Regions from separate parts of the Sus scrofa genome. Here regions 2 and 3 are each linked to region 1. Evidence: chromatin contacts called from public Hi-C and HiChIP or PLAC-seq data. All regions are on one chromosome and are shown on one strand. Each heading gives the region's core, a stretch centred on a gene start, on an enhancer-like site or on the middle of the called end of the contact. The rest is flanking DNA. Distances are from core to core; before and after follow the strand shown.

Evidence for each region. Hi-C and Micro-C count contacts between places; a contact is called where the count stands out from the background. HiChIP or PLAC-seq counts read pairs in DNA pulled down with a chosen protein or histone mark.
Region 2: a Hi-C map of skeletal muscle shows a contact between it and region 1, with 6 times the contacts expected there. The contact joins the promoter of STT3A here to the promoter of TMEM218 in region 1. A contact is called at or near these places in 1 of 5 promoter capture datasets (liver), 3 of 47 Hi-C or Micro-C datasets (heart right ventricle, liver and skeletal muscle) and 1 of 2 datasets of contacts at active chromatin or transcription factors (alveolar macrophages).
Region 3: a contact with region 1 is called in an H3K27ac HiChIP or PLAC-seq map of alveolar macrophages. The contact joins the promoter of EI24 here to the promoter of TMEM218 in region 1. A contact is called at or near these places in 1 of 47 Hi-C or Micro-C datasets (heart right ventricle) and 1 of 2 datasets of contacts at active chromatin or transcription factors (alveolar macrophages).

What each region holds. Positions count from the first base shown.
Region 1 is chr9:52,301,222-52,304,242 of Sscrofa11.1, forward strand. TMEM218 (transmembrane protein 218) reads right to left here and starts at 1,545. Exons shown (of 4, transcript XM_003130031.4): 1 at 1,392-1,545. PKNOX2 (homeobox protein PKNOX2) reads left to right here and starts at 1,801. Exons shown (of 14, transcript XM_021063090.1): 1 at 1,801-2,561.
Region 2 is chr9:52,725,454-52,728,474 of Sscrofa11.1, forward strand. It overlaps STT3A (STT3A, catalytic subunit of the oligosaccharyltransferase complex), which reads left to right and starts at 1,436. Exons shown (of 18, transcript NM_001243852.1): 1 at 1,436-1,485.
Region 3 is chr9:52,703,045-52,706,065 of Sscrofa11.1, forward strand. EI24 (etoposide-induced protein 2.4 homolog) reads left to right here and starts at 1,516. Exons shown (of 12, transcript XR_002335716.1): 1 at 1,516-1,679.

The DNA.
Region 1 (3,021 bases), core at 295-2,794:
AAGAATACATGGAGTTTCCGTCGTGGCTCAGTGGTTAACGAATCCAACTAGTATCCAGGAGGATCAAGGGTTAGATCCCTGGCCTTGCTCAGTCAGTGGGTTAAGGATCTGGGGTTGCCATGAGCTGTGTGTGGTATAGGTCGCAGACTCGGCTCGGATACCAGTTGCTGTGGCTGTAGCGTAGGCCGGCAGCTACAGCTCTGATTGGATCCCTAGCCTGTGAACCTCTGTCTGCCCTGGGTGTGGCCCTAAAGACAAAAAAAAAAAAAAAACTAAAAAACAAACAAAAAAGATTAAGATTCAGCTATCTCACTCCTGGGTATTTATCCAAAGAACATGAAAACACTAATTTAAAAAGATATATGCAACCCTATGTTCATCACAGCATTACTGACAATATCCAAGATATGGAGACAACCCAAATGCCCATCAACAGATTATAGATAAAGAAGTTAGGTGTCTATATACAATGGAATACTGAGCCATTAAAAAGAGACAGAATCCTGCCATGCCAACACGGATGGATCTTGAAGGTATTATGTTGTCAAATTAAGTCAGATGGAGAAAGACAAATACCGTATGGTGTCTTCTGGTGGTGAATACACTGTAGGGCATATATAAGTAGAAATACAACACTGTACACATGAAACACAGTATTATAAACCAATGCTACCTCAATAAAAAACAAATCTAAAAAAAATTAAAAAGAAAACAGGGGGTTACAAGGGTGAACTTCTCTTCTGGAGGATTCCTTTTCGTTTTCCTTTATAGCTGTTTCCTACCTTCAAAAATACCTGGGGTGGGGGTGGGGAATACTCTCGCACCCTTTTTTTTTAACTTTAAACACTTCAATACGGTTTGAATTTTAAAATATTTGGATAATGCCTCTGCCTTTGCAGTTAAACAAAATGCAAGTCTGGGAAAAATCAATTGCCAGGCTACCAAAACGCCATTGATGTGGCATCATCTCTTAACACGCTGATCCCCCAGCCCTGTAGCTGATTCAAACGGGCGGCAAGAAAAAAGTGCCCCCGTCTCATCTTCAGAATGGTCGCCCAGCTACCTCCCAGCAGTTGGGACAGAGATTAAGACTTAGGTCACAAGGTATTTCGAATCAGGTACTGCCACTTCACTTTCTTAGGGGCATGAAAAATAAAACATCCCTTCCTTCTCAGCTTCCAATTCAGCATTAATTGGCCGCTGGGCCTTGAGTCCAGATCGGCAGTGAGGGTAGTGTGAGAGGTCTCTGCAACGCCATCTGCCCACACCTTCCTCCAGCCTCCTCAGCCCCAGACCCAAGCCCTGCCATTCCCTCTTCTTCGCGGCGGGCCCCACTTTCCTCATATCCACCCCCCTCACCTGGCTCCCAGTCTCCCGGGTCCTCTACTCACACCTCTCAGTCCGGCTAGTTCCAGCCCACAAAGGCTTTGATCTACTTGTGACGAATCACAAGTGGACTTTCATCCAGGTGATTCCAGATTCGCTAATCAACGCCGCTCTTTCAACGCCCAACTTCCCCCTCATTTGCTTACGCCCCTCGCGGCTCCAGGCAACGCGGAACGTGGTGGGTGGGCACGTCTCCCTCCGTTACGCCTTCCGATTGGTCGGTGCCTTTTGGTCCTGTGACCGGTCTCAAGTTCGATTGGATAGAGGCAGTCTTGGCTCCCTACTCTCGTCCCATCCCGTTGTCAATCACGCCATTCTTGTGGTAACCCACGGGACCATTGGTCAGTCTAGCCTGAGGGCGGGTTGTTGGGCGGAAGAGAGCCGTTTTCCCGGCATTCCTCGCTGTTACCATGGAGACAGCACCGCCGGGCTGTGAGACGGAGAGTCCTGGCAACCCTTTCTCCCGTTCTAGACCTCAGTGCCTGTTCCGGAATCTAATGGGCATTTCATTTCCCGATCTCCTGGCTGTGGTGGACCGCAGTATTTGCGGGCAAGTCAAATTCGGCCTCAGAAAGGGGGTCAGGCTCAGTCATCAGTCACTAACAACCCTGCTGGAGAGAACCAAGTCTGAAGCCCTAGTTGTAATAACATCACGTTTTCATTTAGTCTTACCTGGCCTATTGTATTTGGCATTATTCTTCCTTTAGCGTTACGACATACACTGGGGCAAGGGTCGTTCTACTCAAGAGACAGATCGGGGAAGGGGAGCCAGAGTCAAATCAAGTAAATCTTCTGTAACTACACCGCCAGGCATCCGGAACTGGTGCTGGTCCATGCTTTTAGCAAACTGCTCTTGCCTAACTGCAAACTAAAACTTGCCATGTTGTTCTGAGGCTCTAGCCTATTAAACCAAAAGATCAGTAAATCAAGCCATCTAAAGGAAAAAGACATGGGATGCATGCTTCATTGCTGAATCAGGAAGAGTGAACAGACTAAAATCAAATGATGCCAATCTGAGAGCTGCAGTTTTGCAACCTCTGACTTTACACAAAATTTTGAAACATCATAAAACAAACTATTCAATCCTGGAACACTGAATCGTTCATTTAGGGAGTTCAGCTCCTGAATCACAGCTCTATGAATGAAATGGAAGAAGATGGTTGAAGTCCACTAAAGTATGTCTCAAATTTAATCTACTTTCAAGGTTTAATTTGCAGTCATGTATAGTAACCAACGATTTCTTATATGTTTAACAGCTTAGCCTTACTTGGCCCAATGAGGGGTTCTGTGGTTAAGAAAGCCATTGTTTTGATTAATTCATTTCATTGGAGTTGAGTGTTAACTGTAGCTAAGCGCTGGTAGGGACTTTGAGGATACGAAAGAAATACGATGTGATTCCTGGCTTAATAGCCTGTGGTTTGCAAACGTCAACAGCATATGAAACAACTAGGAAGTACTTTAAAGCAAGATATGACAATGGTGCCAAACTTAATTTATAATTTATTTTCTCCAAAGGTAATAATACTACTACATATTTGCAGAGCATTGTAGTTTTCAAAACACTCCTTCACTTGAATTATTTGAGGGAAATATTGCTTTGACTTGCCTTAATGTGGTTCTTCATAGTGTTACAGC
Region 2 (3,021 bases), core at 186-2,685, 420 kb after region 1:
CTAGAAAGAAAGAAACATGTTAAACAATTCAAAAAAAAATTAATCCGAAAGTTAATATCTTAATGTTCTTGAAGCCGTTTTTTTTTTTTAATTTAAAAGATCTAATTTTAATTCTTTTAAAAAGAAAAACTCCTTTTGAAGAAGCATTTACTTGAAGTTCTGCAATTCATTCAGTTTGTTTCCTTTTGTTAGTAAAATTACATTTAACACAAATACAAAAGGAAAAAGCAGATCTTCTGAATCATAACGTCCTGGGGTGAACCTGGTCATGTGAATTTTGAAACATACACGTGATTTTGAAGCAGTGATTTAATGTGCTTTCAATAAATTTGGTCGGCCGCATTCAGAGTAACTGTGAAGAGAAATGAGTGACACTGGCGCTAAATTTGAACAGTTGCCGGATGCTCCTATTTCATTTGGTGTAGCTCTTGCTCACAGAGGTGTGTAGGAAGTAGGAGTGCGTGTCTGAGAGGTGATGGAGCTGGCTGCTGGAACTTCGTCCCCTTCCCTGCCCTCAGTAGCTTTTCTTTGTGAGTGGACAGAGGGAGAACTGAGGCGAGTTAGCAGCTTCCACGAGCACGTAACTTACAAAGGGTGAGCTGACAAAGTACCGCAGGTCTGCAGGCTGATTCCAGGAAGCCTGTCGCATGCATGGGAGGACCGCCTCCGCGGGTTGGTGCACTCAGTCTGTGGCTTAGAATCTTCCAACCAAACTTCGACGATCCTTTTGGCCTTGGCGTGCTTACTCCCGAGGTCGGGCTTAAGAGAGGTAAATGCCTCGTAAAATTTGTCAGGGCTCTGGTCCATCACATTTTCCGGGAGCATCTTCAAAAACAGCTCTTGAGAGAACTGTAAGTCAAGAGATCCTGTACAAGATGTAACGGTCTGGCCCGGGAAGCATTTGAGTTTCTTTGAGAGTAGGTGGGAAGTGTTTCCTTCCTCTTCTTTAATCTTATATTAGGTAACAGTTTCTACCTTTAAAAAACAAAACTCTCAGAAAAGGAGGAGCGCGATCTTAGCACGGCTTTTTGGGATTTGTAGTTTTGGCTTATTCCTTGGCGTAGTTTCCGTTTCTGGTCACATGACTTGGGCTAAACCGTCCGCACCTTCCGCCCGCGACTCCTTTGCGGTCCTCGGACTGACACGTCACTGCTCAGCTCTCAACCAAACTGCTTTGAGCGGTTTCTTCTGCGCCCACGCTCGCACAAGCGGACCTATCACTGCTCGGCACTTGTACGAGGTCCCGCCTTCTCGATCCTAAGTGATTTCTGCATAGACCACTTAAGAAGTGGGAGTGCGGTTTTGTCCACGCCTCCGAGTTTGACAGACAGTTCTATGACCCTATCGCTCTCATCAATTGTCATATTGGCCCTGAGCCAGCCAATGGGAAGCGGACCGGGAGGCCAACTTGGTGCTACCAAGGTTGGGTGCGCGGTGAACGGATGGCAGAGCGAGCCGAACGGACTCCTGAGGAGCGCGGGACAGGTGAGAAGGCCCTAGAGTATTACTTAAGAATTAGCGGCAAGTGCAGTCTAAGGTGTTTGTGGGGCAGAACGAAGTGCATGGATGGGGCTCTAATGGCGGGGGGTATGGGCGCGGAGCAGAATCTAGGACCTTGCAGAGGAGGGGGCGTGGGGCGTGGTGTGGGGACATCCTGAAATGGAAGGATGTAAGGGTCTGGGATGGGGCGTGCGCTTAAGCTAAGGAAGGCGTGGGAAAGATCGCACCCGGAGACTAGTCCCTGGAAGGATGGCGCTTAGGATGCTGAGGTGGTGGGGTGTCCCTCGGTGGGTGGTGTCAGAGGTGTTGCGTTTTCTGAAGGTGGGAGACCGGGGGAGGAGGGACCTGAAGTAGAGGAGGGCGGGGGGGGGGAGTGTGAGAAAGTGTGTAGGCAAACGGGGTGGGCAAGTTGCAGTCTTCGGAACTAGAACTAGGGTGGGACGAGGGGGCCAGCGCTTTCAGGCGCAGGTGAGGTGGAGAACATATGCTAAGTGTTTTGAGAAAAGTCTTTGCCCTTAATCGCTTTAGCGGTATGCGAACAAGACCAGAGAGCACAGTATGGAAACTCCCTTAGGGTCCTGGCCTAAATTACCAGCTCCTTTTACTCAGTTTTCAGGTCGAGGTTCTTGTGCTCTCATTTACTCCCTTACTCTTTTAGGCCTATGGCTCAAATCTACTCAGTGGTGGTGAGTTTTGCTATTTCAAGCGTTGGAGAAGACAAGTACTATCCTGAGGGATGTGATTGGATTGTTGACTTCCTGAGTTAGGTATTTAATTTGGTTGCAAGATAAGGTTTTCCTTTGGGGTTATAATTAAAACTATGTTAAAACTGCTCCTCTGAGACAGTTAACTTTGGAAAAGATGCTTGGCTTTTCACTGTTGGAGCATGTTGCTTCTTCATGCCTTTCGCCTAGTCCAGTGTTTTTTTTTTTTCCCTCCTCTTCTCTAGTAATAGTGGGGCAAAAGATCAGAAGGGGTCCAGGTTCCTTTTTGTCCCCGCTGGCGTCTTGTACAGTGTTTCGTATCCTTTAATATTAGATTCTTTGTCACTTAGCCTTTGACCAGCTTGTGGTTTAAGAAGGCAGAGCCCTCTTCGACATAAAGAGCTAACCTCCTAATTATTGCTAATAGTAAACCTTATCCATCAAGAGATCACCATTCTGAATGATCTACAGACTGTTTCCCTCAATATTTAGTTTTAATCTAGCCCCGCCTTTTCCCCCTGCCAGCCTGATCATTTTTTACTTTAGTAGGAAAATGTTGTCTTCTTTTCCCTCTGGATTGTCATCTGGTTCCATGAGCTGTCTCTGGGATCAGTGGCTTAAATCAGCAGTGTCAATTACAGAGATGCTTTGAGACAGCTGATAGAAAGTGGGTATAAGTCTGAGCAGTACTTGTGTGATAAAAGGGATTAGAAGTGCAGTGATCCATCTGTGTCTGTTTCCCTTTCTTTGAGTGCATGTCTGTATATGTATTAGTGATCAGTCATGCTCCTTAGTTGATCCTTTAACACAGAAAGAA
Region 3 (3,021 bases), core at 266-2,765, 400 kb after region 1:
GTATAGGTTGCATACGCAGCTAGGATCCCGAGTTGCTGTGGCTCTGGTGTAGGCTGGCGGCTACAGCTCCGATTCAACCCCTAGCCTGGGAACCTCCATGAGCCGGGGGAGAGGCCCAAGAAATGGCAAAAAGACAAAACAAAAAAGAGAAAACAGAAAAGCAAATAGCCTCCAGGACAGCTGGGAGAGGGGAGAAAAGCCCTCTTTCTCTATTGTCCTATAGGGATTTTATCTGTTAAAGGTGGGGAGGGGCACCAAAGTGGGCTCCAGAAAGATGTGGTTTTCTCCCATTGGCCTTGTTCGAATTACCTATATCAGTCTTTGTCCGATAGGGCTTTTGAGGTTGGAAAAGTCCAGAAAGTTCCATGGGCTTTTTTTTTGTCCTTTTCCTTCACCATTCGTCATTCCTTTTTTATCAGTTGAAGAGTGGGCTGAGACTCACATTTTCTATAGCAAAATCTGTGGGGAATGCGCATTTCTTATAATAAAACAAGGTGTGTGGAGATGTTAACTCCCTGGAGCCCTTAAGCCACAAATGTTAATCAGTGGCCATATCAAAGAATGCATCGAAGCCCATGCTCCTACACCGACTACCTGAGTTAATATTCTGCCTCAATATGGGGCCAAAAAGAAGTTTAGGAATGTCTCCTCTTTGTAATGACTTTAGTCATTGTGTAAATCAAGCAATAGACTTATAACAAAAGGAAAATTGAGTGGATATTCATAGATCTTTTCCCAGGGAGAAGAGAGTTAGGATGCCTGAGTATTTGTTCTGCCACTGACTTTGAGTAAATTAGTTCACATCTGAGCTTACATTATGTAAGACTATACTAAATAGCTGTAAAAACCGGATTCTTTAAGTGGCCCTAGGGGTAGCAAGTCTAAGCACAGCTAGAGGTGAAGGAAAATAGAAGTGGAAAGAAGAAATGGGGAGTGAGATACAGAAAGCTGGGAACAGGGGAGAAAAAGTTTATATGTGAGACTTGATGGTTCAGTATCAAGAAATTGCTGTCCCTGGGGTAGAGACGGCCTGGTGGGAATAGAGATGGAAAACAGTTTTATTTCTCTTTGCTTTACCCTTGTTAACTCAGTCAACACTTTGCTGTCAGAGTACATGCCTTATGTAGCCGAGGGCATGGCGGCTTGACCTATTCTTAATCACTGTATTCTTATTCATTCAGTGAGCTTGATTTAAACACCTGATGGCTTACTACCCTTTGGTTACTTTAATAAATCTCCAAGAAAAAAGACCAAGATGACTTCTGCATTATATTGTTCCGTGGTTAGACTTCAAAAGAGAAGAACAAGCAGCCCTGGGGAATATATGGGAGAGGGCAAAGCACAAGACATGCTATCAGAAAGGATGGCATCCCACCTCGGCGGGTGAACTGCCTCCCAGGAAGCGGCGCGGATCTGGCGGGCACGGTGAAAGGACTGCATTTCCCAGGCTCCGTCGCCCTCGAGGCCCCGCCCCCTTCGCCCAGGCTGCTGGACTCGGCTCCCTCCCGACTTCCCAGCGGCCCCGTGCGGCCCGGGCATGCCCAGTGCGGGCACAGCGGCCCCGGCCCTGGGAGCGCCCGGGCGGGAGCTGGCGGCTGGGCGCCGAGAGGCGCGGAGAAGCGGAGTGGGCCTGCGGAGGGCGAGGAACAGAGCCAGAGCCGTGGCGGCGAAGCTGCGGGGTAAGTGCAGCTCGGCGGAGCCAGGCCCTGGCGCCGCTCATTCTATGCGTAGTAGGGGTGGCAGGGGGTAGTGAGGGCGTGTGAGGGCAGCAGGGCCCGGGTATGGGGCCGAGAGGTGCGGACAGGGACTTCGGGAGAAGACCCTTGGAGGGAACCTTGCTGCGGCGTCTGGGTAGGGCCGGGGCGCGGGACACAGCCCGCAGCCATAGGCAAGCCTCTTCCCAGGTGCGGCGCGGCTATCTTTAGCTCCCGTATGATGGGAGATGAGCGTGCCCCGCGCCTCGTGCACGACTGTGGCTGCGGAGGGAGCCCAGCTTCCAGTTGGAATTGCCAAGTAGCTGCGGGGGAAGACCGGTCTGAAGGGACCATGGGGACCCCTGGGCTCTTAGCAGTCCCGGGAGCCTGGTGGGAAGTGAAGATGCTTACCTTTAGTGCACCTGCAGTAGGGATCTGACAGCCTCTTGCTTTCCGCGCTTGGGTTTAGCGACTTAGAAATGAAAGTACAGGGCTGTTCCTCAGTAGATGCTTAATAAGTTCTCATGACTGTTGTAGGAATTTAGCGGCCAGCCTCATGTACAGGCTTAAGAGACATTTTTGTCCAAGGGATGCTCGAGTTAAACAAAAATCCTCATTGCAGAGCTTGAGTAAAATGACCGGATTGAGGGGTTAGAACGCCGAGGGTTTGACGTTCGCTGTAGCCTTTGACGTGTTGTCATCTTGGGCAAGCCATTTAACTTCAGAGGCTCGGTTCCTCCCTCTGTAAAACGATGTGGACCAAGCGCATCTGGTTTCCTTCCACCGTAGTTGGATGGTTCCCTCCTTGTCTGGTCTCAAATTGTGGCAGGTTGCTTTTCTCCATGCCTCAGCTTTTTGTCAAACCGGATCATTGACCAAATATTTCTGTAGGAAGGCTGCTAGAATCTTCACATAAAATCGAAGTGACTTGTCCTTCAAAGGCCACAGTTGTCAGTAGGTAACCTTCCACTTGGTACTTTGCAGAAGCCAGGTGTTAATGGCCATGGTTCAGATAACACAGCTATTCTCCTTGGATTAGGACCATCGTTTCTCAAACTGTCAGTGCCCTGTGAGAAATCCAGACTAAGTAACTGGCTTCCTTAAACTCCCAAACTAGCTCATTCTGTAGTGGGATTATGTTTCTATAGAAGTTAAGTTTTTATTTTCACGTTATTGAGCTTTATACTCAAAACCCATGAAGAATTTTTAATACCTTTAATTTACAGATGAGGAAGCAGCTGGAAAAGAATGAATCCCTGATAATCTTTAGAATCCCTGATAATCTTTAGAAACTAGTGTCATAATTGAGCCTTAGCTATTCACCTGG